Regions from separate parts of the Sus scrofa genome. Here region 2 is linked to region 1. The links are chromatin contacts, called in public Hi-C maps. All regions are on one chromosome and are shown on one strand. Each heading gives the region's core, a stretch centred on a gene start, on an enhancer-like site or on the middle of the called end of the contact. The rest is flanking DNA. Distances are from core to core; before and after follow the strand shown.

What was found. A called contact is a pair of places that touch in the nucleus more often than the background predicts.
Region 2: a contact with region 1 is called in a Hi-C map of epiblast stem cells, with 3 times the contacts expected there. The contact joins the promoter of DNAI1 here to the promoter of ARID3C in region 1. A contact is called at or near these places in 1 of 47 Hi-C or Micro-C datasets (epiblast stem cells) and 1 of 2 datasets of contacts at active chromatin or transcription factors (alveolar macrophages).

Annotation. Positions count from the first base shown.
Region 1 is chr10:32,168,775-32,174,797 of Sscrofa11.1, reverse strand. It overlaps ARID3C (AT-rich interactive domain-containing protein 3C), which reads right to left and starts at 3,565. Exons shown (of 12, transcript XM_021064675.1): 1 at 2,568-3,565; 2 at 1,405-1,800. The coding sequence starts at 1,728.
Region 2 is chr10:32,352,347-32,357,559 of Sscrofa11.1, reverse strand. It overlaps DNAI1 (dynein intermediate chain 1, axonemal), which reads left to right and starts at 2,116. Exons shown (of 20, transcript XM_021064678.1): 1 at 2,116-2,394. The coding sequence starts at 2,365. It overlaps FAM219A (protein FAM219A), which reads right to left and starts at 1,932. Exons shown (of 6, transcript XM_013980170.2): 1 at 1,551-1,932. The coding sequence starts at 1,610.

The DNA.
Region 1 (6,023 bases), core at 2,316-4,815:
TTGAAAGGTCCAGGGGTCACCCCACTCTTTCTCAATCTTCTGGAGCCCTACTTTCAGTATCACCTCTCAAACACCCCCAGGAAGGACAGTCCTGACAGTAAAAGAATCTTTTAGCCAGAGTAACAGTCCTTGAGTAACACCACCAGGTAACACTCCATCCCCCAATAAGAACTCTGAGAGTAAAAAACACCCATTAGATTTTAAATCAACTATACTTCAATAAAATATTTTAAAACGAGGGGGGAAAAAACACCCATAAGTAACAAACCCGAAAGATCTACTTTTGTTTGTTTGTTTTTTGGCTTCACCCTCAGCATGCAGAAGATCCTGGGCCAGGGATCGAATCCCTGCCATGGCAGTGACCCAAGACAGAGCAGTGACAACGCCGGATTCTTAACCCACTGAGCCACCAGGGTGGACCCTAAGTCTTAGATGAATATATGCAAATAACACACACATTCTCCAAGTAATAATCCCCAGAATATATCCAGGAGAAACAGTCACTAGAGCCACATCTCCAGAGTAACAGAGCCCAGAGTAACACTCCCAGTTTCACACTAATGCCACAGATAACTACCCACAGAGTAACACTTCTGGAAATGACCCAAAGCCAACACTGTACGAGTAACACCACCAGAATAGCACACCTAGAATCACAGCCCTGCGTGATACCTTCTTAATGACAGCCTAGAGCAGTGCCTAGAATAACATCCACATGGGTTCTGCAGGGATGAAGAACCTCAAATTAAGGCACTGTGAGTACGATCTTGTCACTCCCAACTGCACGGGGGCCCTTTAGTCACACTGCGGCTGTAGTGGCCATCGTAGTCTGGGAACTGTCAGCCATAGAACTCAGGCCAGCAAGAGGATTTGGATGGGAAGAATGCGACGAGGAAGAGTCGAGGGGGGTATCAGCTTGCCAAAGGAGTGGCAATCTCTCTATTCTGCTTCAAAGACAGAAGTAGGCAGCCCACAACACCCCCACTGGTCACTGGAATATGACCTTGTGACTTGATGTGTGGGAAAGTAGGGTAGCGCTGGCACTGGAATCCCCAGTTCACAGATCCCCCTCCCTCGGAATTCTTCAAGGCTCCTATACCCCTCCCACTTTCCCTTCCAGCCTCACCAAGAACCTCCAGATTGTCGGCCTCCATGTTTCTGGGCGTCTCCTGCACCTCTTAGTGTGTGTCTATGCACTTCTTTCTGTGTCTCGATGTGTCTCTCCCTCCCCATCCCTGTCCCTGTCTATCCTTCAGTCTTCCCACTGTCTCTCTCCAGGCCTCTGTGTCTCTGTCTTTCCATCCTGCAGAACGCAGTGGGGGTCGGTGGGCTACTCATCACCTTGCCCTGCTTTTGCCCAGAGAGTAGGAAGGGGGAGGTCCCCTGATGCTGAGAGGGTCCTACCTGCTTGAACTGCTCCTCATAGGTCCACTCATGGGGATGAGGTCCAGGGGGCTGACTGGAAGGTGAGCTGGTATCCTGGGTCCCTGGATGGCTCTCCCCCTCGGCTGCCTCATCCTCTGGCCCAGCTTCCTCTCCCTCTTCATCCTCTTGAGCATCCTCTTCTTCCTCAGCTCCAACCTTCCCCAAGCCCCCCTCAGGGGCCTGCAGGGTCCGGGTGCCAGGAAAGGAAGGTCGTGGTGGTGGTGGTGGTGGTGGGCGTGGAGGGGCCAGTGGCCCCACCCTCTGGGCCAGCCGGGCCGCCTGCTGTCTTTGCAGGGCCTCCATTACAGCTTCCAGGCGCAGTCCCCCCACTGCTGGGGGTGCTGGCACCAGGCGGGGCCCTGAGGAAAGGGCTGCCTGTGGGGGAGGGAATTACGGGTGTTGGGGCCCTGCTCCCCCACAACCCCCAGCATAAGAGGTGGCAGTCATGGAGTCAGGGAGGTACAGCAGGACCATAAGGAAGAAGGCGGAAAGAGAGCTCTCCCAGAGGTCGTCGGCAGAGAGAAAGCCAGCAGGAGAGACAGAGACAAGACCCAAAGAGACAGAAATGGGCATTGACTGAGGACAGATAGAGACTGAGCAGATCAAAGAGGGTGATGAGGCTCGAGAAACAGAGAGAGATGGAGGAGAGAGGAAGATCCAAGAGAGACAATAACAGGGAGATACAGGGATAGAAATGGAGATGCGACAGAGATATGGAGAGAGACAAGAGACTGAGAGGGACCACTGTGGAGAGAAGCAGAGATAGGGAGAGATGAGATTGACAGATGGATTGAGTAGAGAGACAGAGAAGGTAAGAGATGGAGGAGCAAGAGAAAAATATCAAAGACCTGAGTGACAAGCGGTCCAGGGACAGAGACAGAGGCAGAGAGAAACAGTGAGACCAGGGTTGAGAGAGACGGAGAAAGACCGAAGCAGCAGGAGACAGAGACAGAAGAAAGATTAGAAAGAGACAGGGTGAGACAGTAAAATAGAGGGGGACAGAAAACAGACGGGGCAGAGACGCAGAGGACTAGAACCAAGGAGGAGCGGGAACAGGATGCCTGCCGGGGGCAGAGCCCGGAACGGGACAGGGACGGCAGGGTCTCCACGCCCGCTCTCTGGCTCCCCGCGGCCACACTCACCAGCCTGGCGCGGCCCGCTGTCCCCGGTGTCTCCACGGCGCTCCCTCTGCTCCGCCCGCCTCTCGGGCGTCCCCTTCTCGGCTCGGTTCCCTGTGCGGGGTCCCCCACCTTGCGCTCCCGCCGCCGCCGCGGTGCGCTTCTCCGGCCGCGGTGCGCTCACTCGCTGCTCTGCTGGCGGCGGCCGCGGGGGCGGGACCCGAGCCCGGCAGGGCGGGCGGGGGCGCGGGGTGGAGGAGAGGCCCGGGTGGGCTTGGCCTCTCCCAGGCCCCCAACAGGTGTCTCCCACCCTCCTCACAGCCAGTTTCACGGGGGAGGGGGCGCTGGAGAGCAAAGGAGAGTGAGGCACCCACCACCCCTGAACTCTGGACTAGGGCCCCGCCTGGCCTCATAGGTCCAGAGGCCCCCACAACACCCTCCCTCAGTGCCCGGCATCCACACACAAACATTTGTGTTCATACACAAACACACGCTGTCACAAGTTCAAGGTACACAGCTGCCCCGACTCACATACTTGGTTACATAGACACTATAGCGCCAATGGCCTGGGCAGGATGTGACGGCCAGGTGTACCTCTCTGCAGGGGTAAGGCCAGGTACCACCCAGGGTACCTGGGTGAGTGTGGAAGGCCCGAGGGAACCGAAGCGTCTCCCCCTGTCCAGGTGCTGCCCCCAACTGCCTGCCTGGGAGCTGCAGTTTGCACAATATGCGAACATGGTGGGGGAATCACTTTTGCATCCACACACTCAGAGGTGTCTGAGCTGATTCCTCACCAGCAGCAGGGTACACATTCCACTTGCAGATAGAGAGCCACACAGTTTTTTTTTGGGTGGCACTGGAGGCATGTGGAAGTTTCTGGGCAGAGACCAGATCTGAGCCACACCAGTGACAACACCGATCCTTAACGGCTAGGCCACCAGGGACTTCAGCTTTTAGCTCTTTTTATGTTCTATTATGGATATTTTTTTTTTCTTTTTTCTTTTGGTCTTTTTTTTTTTTTTTTTGGTCTTTTCTAGGGCCGCACCCCTTGGCATATGTAGGTTCCCAAGCTAGGGGTCTAATCGGAGCTGTAGCCACTGGCCTATGCCAGGGCCACAGCAACTTGGGATTCGAGCAGACGTGGCCTGGATCCCATGTTGCTGTGACTGTGGCGTGGGCCGGCGGCTGCAGCTCTGATTAGACGCCTAGCCTGGGAACCTCCATGTGCCACGGGAGTGGCCCAAGAAATGGCAAAAAGAAAAAAAAAAAAAAAAGCACTGAGGGTAACACGAAGGCAATGCTCTGTAGGAATAATGCCTGGCATGGGTGTGAAACTCTGCTTCGTGAAACTCAGCACCAAGGAGCATCCCTGAACTTATTCATATCCAGGGAAGCACACTGGTCTCAGGGCCAAGATTCCTCTAATAGGCAGAAACTCAGGTGTGACTTTTTGACTCTTCTCTCCTCCACCCTCTTCCACCCAGGCTCCTCTCAGACTGTGCTTGCCTTGGTCTGAACCACCAGCTCTTCTTTTTTGGTCTTTTTAGGACCACACCCTTGGCATATGGAGGTTCCCAGGCTAGGGGTCTAATCAGAGCTGTAGCCACCAGCCTACGCCACAGCTATAGCAACGTGGAATCCGAGCCGCATCTGCAACCTACACCACAGCTCATGGCCACGCTGGATCCTTAACCCACTGAGCGAGACCAGGGATCAAATCTTCGTCCTCATGGATGCTAGTGAGATTCGTTTCTACTGAGCCACAGCAGGAACTCCCCACCAGCTCTTCTTACAAGGACTTGTGCTGGATGACATCCCTTTGCTCTTCCTGTCTTCAGCCTCTACCCTTGTCCCCAGCCCAGCTCCCACTGTGGCACCAAGTCTTTGTTCTTTTTGGCCCACCCTTGGCCACACTGAGTTTCAGTTCTGCTCACTCACACCCTTGGATCACTCCAGTGCCCATCCGCTCAGATTTCAGATCTGGCAGCCAGTCGGACCCCTCCCTACCAAGAAGCCTTGGTGATCCAACTACCTTCCAATACCCCTGCCACCAGGGCTTTGTGTGGTTCTCCTGGGGCAGAGTCAAGGCCCCTCCTTTGTCACCGCCTCCAAGGCAACTCCTGCGCTTAGCTTGCTCCGCTTTCCACACACAGCTTCCAGGATTCTCAAAGGAAAGGAGGTACCTTAACTGCTAGGCCACCAGGAAATTCTGCTTTTAGCTCTTTTTATGTTCTATTATGGAAATTTTCAAACATATACACAAGAAGAGTAGGTAGCGTAATGAACCTCTGCTACTCCATGGATTCAACAGTCATCAGCATTTTGCTCTTCATACATCCTCAAAGCTAAGACCCTTCTTGGAAAGGTAGGAATTGTCTTGGGGAAATTCTACTTCTGAGGATTTGGAGATTGCTTTGCAGGGGTGGAGAAGGGAAAGAACTGGCAGCCACTCCCCAAAGGAAGGAATCAGGGAGTTCCCCTTGTGGCTCAGAGGGTTACAAACTCGACCAGTATCCATGAAGATGCAGGTTCCATCACTGGCCTCGCTCAGTGGATTAAGGATCTGGCGTTGCTGTGGCCGGCGGCTGCAGCTCTGATTCCACCCCTAGCCTGGGAACTTCCACATGCCTCGGGAATGGCCCTAAAAAAGCATTTTTTTTTTTTTTTTTTTTGTCTTTTTGCTATTTCTTGGGCCGCTCCCGAGGCACATGGAGGTTCCCAGGCTAGGGGTCGAATCGGAGCTGTAGCCACCAGCCTATGCCAGAGCCACAGCAACGCAGGATCCGAGCCGCGTCTGCAACCTACATCACAGCTCACGGCAACACCGGATCGTTAACCCACTGAGCAAGGGCAGGGACCGAACCCGCAACCTCATGGTTCCTAGTCGGATTCGTTAACCACTGCGCCATGACGGGAACTCCCTAAAAAAGCATTTAAAAAAAAAGAAGAAAAAAAGAAAAGAATCAGGAGTTCCTGTCGTGGCACAGTGGTTAATGAATCCGACTAGGAACCATGAGGTTGTGGGTTCAGTCCCTGCCCTTGCTCAGTGGGTCTAAGGATCTGGCGTTGCCGTGAGCTGTGGTGTAGGTTGCAGCTGTGGTGTAGGTTGCAGACGCGGCTCGGATCCCGCGTTGCTGTGGCTCTGGCGTAGGCCGGTGGCTACAGCTCCAATTGGACCCCTAGCCTGGGAAACTCCATATGCCGTGGGAGCGGCCCAAGAAATAGAAAAAAAAAAAGAAAGAAAGAAAGAAAGAAAAGAATCAATCAAGCACAGTAAACTCACCTTTGGGGTCTGGGCCAGGAGAGCACAACTGGGAAGGCCAGAAGGGGAGGAATAACCTGCCTGGAACCTGGGTTTGCTCTCTCCCTTTCTCTCCATCGGTAAAGAGGAAAGGCTGTCTCATACCCACACATAGCTCCCCCCGCGCCCCCCATCCTATTCCTCACAGAGACAGACTAGACTTCTATTCATCCAACACG
Region 2 (5,213 bases), core at 867-3,366, 180 kb before region 1:
CCTCACACAATCCAGTGATGCTATCAGGCTAGGAATAAAGTCCAGCAACATCTCTCTCCCAGTGTAATGTTGTACCTTTTTGCAGAGCTACTCTGTTTGGGCTTCTAGAACTGTCTAAGCAGTCACAAAAGGGAAGGAAAACCACTTATCTCCTGTGAGGTGGCCTCTAATGATTCTCCCTACCATCCTCAAAAAGGTGCGCTTAGGGTTGGTCATGGGTCCCTGCCAAGGTCTGCTTTGGCTGCTGTAATGGACAGGTATTTGCTCAGAAAGCCACAGAGCACATCTGTCAGCCAGAGGCCTGGGAGGCCCAAGGTGAGAACCTGTTCCTTACCTCCACCTAACATAGAGGGAAGAGGGTTAGGGAGCCCCAGATCTTCAAAACCTGGAGAGCTCTGCTGAGCTCCAGCTGAGCTCAAGAGAATTGGGCCTGCACACCTTCAGGTTCCTGGCCTGCCTTGCCCTCTTCCAGTTCCCCCTTGGGTTCCAAGTGGAAAAGGAGAAGGAAAGGCAGAGAATAGAGCCAGGCACTCCCTCCCTTCCCCCTCTCCCTATACCAGCTGGCTAGGCCTCGGCGTCTCCCGCCCACTGGGTGGACAAGCCAGTCAGGTGGCCCCAGGGAGCGGTCGGTGGTCAGAGGGTACCGTCTCCCTGAGGCCGGCCTCCGTGCATCGCCCTCCCCCTTCCATTCCCTGTGCGCCGGCAGCGATGACATCATTCTTCCTTGACTCCCGGGCAGCGGACAGGCTGCAGGATCGGCGCCCAGCAAGGACTCTAAGCACGTAGGCCTAGGATGCTGGGGGCTCTCCCGAACCGGTGGGCACAAGCGGCTCCAGAGCGGCCCCGCCCCCTCTCCCCCGGTTCCCGAGCTCTCTCATCTGCGCCCCGGATTCTCTGTTTTGCCACAGTGCTCTCTCCTTCCCGGCTCCAGCACCCCCAGGCTAGATTGACCACGTTCTCCTCCGGAGAACGAAATTCCGGGGTCCTGCATGGACTCTCCCCCTGCTCCCACTGGTCCACGGTCAGTCCCCGCGTTCCCATACATAGCCAGTGAACTGGCGGGCAGGCCCCTCCTCCTCTACAAACCAGTTCGGGTCCCTCAGACTGTCTGCTCGCTGGCCCCATCCCCCGCTCTGAGCATCACAGGCCTTTAGGTCTAAACGCCTCCCTACCTCTCACCACAGCCCCTGGGCCTGCCACCGGCGATGCCCCATGACAGTTCCCTTCTTTCCCCCGTTATGGGCCTCCACTAACGGTGTGCACCATTGTGCCCCCGCTCGGTTCCATCCGACGGCACTCCCCGTAGCTCCCTTGGCCTGCCTTCGCTGACAGTGCTCTCCGCCCTTACAGGCCCCTTTGCTATCATCCCACGTATTCTCCCACGGCTTTCTTGTCCTGCAAGTCTCCCTCCCCCGGAGAGGCATTTTCATGGCCCTCTTTGCCCCATCCGAGGCGCCCTCTCCGCACTGTCCCCCAGGCTTGATTCCCTCCCTCCTCCTCAAGGCAGCGCCCCCTCCCGGCCCTGGCCTGCCCGCCGCCCGCCCCCTCACCAGCGGCTGCATCTCCGAGTGCGCGGTGGGCACCTGGAACCGGTCGATCTCCTCCATCATGGTGCCGGTGGGCGAGCGGGCCAGGGGCCGGGCGCGGCCAGGGACGCCGACGGGACCGCGCGGGGCGGCGGCCCCAAGGAGCCTGGTGGGTGGTGCAGACTAGGCCGCCCCGGATGAGTCGGGCAGATGGAGGGGTGAGCGCGGGGCGGGAGGTTTGCAGGCGGGCTGAGGCCGGCGTGGCTCCGTCGACTCGCCTAGCACTACAGCGACTGTGGCCCGGCAGAGCCGCAGGTCTTGCCTCGCCTCCTCCTCCGCCGCCGCCTCCTGTCAGCAGCTCAGCCACTGCGGTGACTCGGCAACTCCACTTCCGGGTCCGGGACACCGCCTGAAGTCTGCATTATTCATGAGGAGGCGGTATCTGGGGCCCTAGCCCCTCCCACATGCAGGAGTTCCGAATCGCAGGGCAGCGAGTCGAGTCTTGACGGAGGGGGCCGGGCTTAGCGGAGCTGGGGGTTCCCTGCTCGCCCAGCCCCGCCTTTTCCTCCAGCCGTGAGGGGGCGTCGGAGGCGCCTGCGCCTTGGCTGCCGGTTGGTTGCTGGGTAACCGCGTCAGGGAGGAGCCGATTCCACTCTGCAAGGGCACGGAGACCCACAGCGACAGTTGTCCCCAAAGAACCCCTGAGATTGGGAATTGAAGTGAAAGAGAATCCGGATTTCCTGTGCATGATTGAGGGAACGGACAGTCTTCTTGTCCTCAGGCGAGGGAGCGTTTTGTAGGTGCTCCAGGAGTTGAGGTGCTTCCTGCTTCTTTGAAGATGCCCCACAAACAGCCGCCTCATAAGCAGGTAACACACACCGAGACCTGCTCTATCCCAGTGACCTCTGACCTTCGCTGCCAGTGACCAGTGATCATACCTCTGCGACTGATCCTTCATCTTCCTTTCCCTATTGACCCCTAACCTTCTCTCTCCCTGTGACCCCTGGCCTGTGTCCCCAGACTAGCTCTCTTCCATTACTCTTAGCCTCCTCTTTCACACTGCCCCTGACCCACTGTTTCCCACCACTCTTTGACCTGTCCTCTCACCATTGCACTTCCTCACTCCACAGACCCCTCCAGAGCAGCCCATCCTCCTTAAGCACACCCCTCCCCCCGCCCCCAATATGTTCCTCTTTGCCCTCACATTCTTCTCCCAAAGAAATTATTTTTTCAGCCCTTTGCTATGTGCTCCGTGCTGGGCTAGGTGGAGACACAGGCCTTTGGGAGCTCACAGAGGGAGTTTGGGAGAACTGCATGAGAGACACAGAGGTTAGGTGCAGGCATTTGGTTTAGATCTTCTGTGTTTGGAGACTCATAAGGAGAGAGAGCTCACTGAAAGAGGAAGAGGCGAGAGACCCCTTTCCTGTCCCCATTCACGTGCTGAACACTCCAAACTGTCCTTGTTGCCACCTGGAAAGTCATCACCCCTTCTCCCAGGAAACCCAAGGTGACCCTTTCACCCTGGAAGGAGAGGTAAAGCCCAGCTTCTCGAGGAGCCTCTGTGGTCAAGCCATGCAGTCCTACAAGAGTCACTTTTTCCAAACTCTTTATGAATTTATCACCTTGGGACTAATATGCAGCTTCTGGCTTTTTGAGGCAGAGCTTCTATTTATTGATTCTAAACTTCCATCACTCAGGCCTGGGTGTTTTGAGGTTTGGAGAGCAAATCTATGTGCATGCTGCTTGTGACTTTACATATTTTGGTCTGGCCTCCTCCATGTTAGCCTTTGTTCCTTTGCTTCTTTCACCTGGCCTTCTGTAGCAGGTGCACCCATCATTCTTAGATCTCTGCAGCCATGGGGAGGATGCTATTCCCATATGGCCTTGCCATAGTTTAATGTTGGGGTTAAACTGTGTTTGCAGCTCGTGTACTGTACTCAGGCTTAGCAACTATTTATTTGTATACTTATTTATGCTATTTTAGGGCCACACCGGTGGCATGTGGAGGTTCCCAAGCTAGGGGTTGAATCAGAGCTACAGCTACCAGCCTATGCCACAACCACAGCAACGTGGGATCTGAGCCTCATCTGAGAGCTACACCACAGCTCACAGCAATACTGGATCCTTAACCCACTGAACAAAGCCAGGGATCCAACCTAAATCCTCATGGATCCTAGTCGGGCTCATTAACCACTGAGCCATGAAGGGAATTCCCAGGCTTACTGACTCTTAATTTACTTGCAGCTTTATTTATTTGTCTGTTTTATGTATTTATGTATGTATGTACATATGTATTATGTATGTATGTATTTACTTGCTTGCTTGCCATGCCTGTTGCTTGCAGAAGTTCCTGGACCAGGGATCAAACCAGCATCACAGCAGTGACCTGAGCCATAGCAATGACAACACCAAATTCTTAACCCACTGTACCACAAGAGAACTCTTACATGCAGGTTTTTTAAAATAAGCATTACTGAGGCCTGGTTTACATATAATGAAGTGGACTATTTTAGTTATACATGTTGACAGGTTTTGACTAATTTATGTGCTTGTGAACCACCACCACCATCAATTTATAGAACACTTCCTCTACCCGCAAAAAATTTCCCTGTGCCTCATCCCAGGCAGTTTTCCTCCAACCTTCCAGCCCCAGGTAACCTCTGCTCTGCTTTCTGTCACTACAGATTAAATTTTTCTAGCACTTGCTGTTTGAACAAGCTTGGGAATCCTTTCTCCAGCCCCTTAGAGGAGATATTAGAGGCTAGGTAAACCGAGAGCAAAGAGAGGTGACTGCAACAGGAAACAGAAACGGGGGTCAACTGCCCTTGCACACATCAGCACTGCCCCTTGAAGGGAAGGGTTGTTTTAGAACATAAATACTGGTGTGTAAGGTTTGAGGGAAAAACTGGATTGTGCTAGGTTGTATTCAACACCCACTTGTCTCAGTAAGGCCCATTCTGGGTCAGTGGTGAGCTGGGTGTGGGACAACCTTGAGAGCCTTAAGAAGTCCCTGTCCTCTGGGAACTCAGTGCAGTGGGGGAGACAGAACACAGGCATACAAAGATAAGGGGAGATGGGATCCCTGAGGCTGAGAGAGAGAGGTGAAGCGTGGATCAGCACAAAATCTTCAGGGCTGGAGGAACCATGACTTGGATGCCCACAGTGAAGAGGGAAGGTCAGGATTAGTGTTTGTTGTTGTTGTTGTCATCTGTCTTTTTTTTAGGGCTGCACCTGTGGCATATGGACATTCCCAGGCTAGGAGTCAAATCAGAGCTACAGCTGCCTGCCTACGCCACAGCCACAGCAACGCTGGATCCAAGCTGCATCTGTGACCTATACCACAGCTCATAGCAATGCCAGATCCTTGACCCACTGAGCGAGGCTAGGGATAGAACCCGCAACCTCATGATTACTAGTTGGTTTCATTTCTGCTGTGCCATATTGGGAACTCCTCATGGACACTAGTTGGGTTCTTTACCACTGAGCCACAATGGGAACTCCCAGGATTTGGATTTGTTAGAAGACAGAGAAGAGTTTAAACCCCATTGTTTATGTTGCACTGCCCATGAGACCTTTTATTGACTCCCTTTAGCCCTCAGGATAAAGTCCCAAAAGTTCAACTTGCTTTGTATGGCCTACAAGCCATACAAGCCAAGGTCTAGCCTTGGCTACCCACTCTACTTTGGA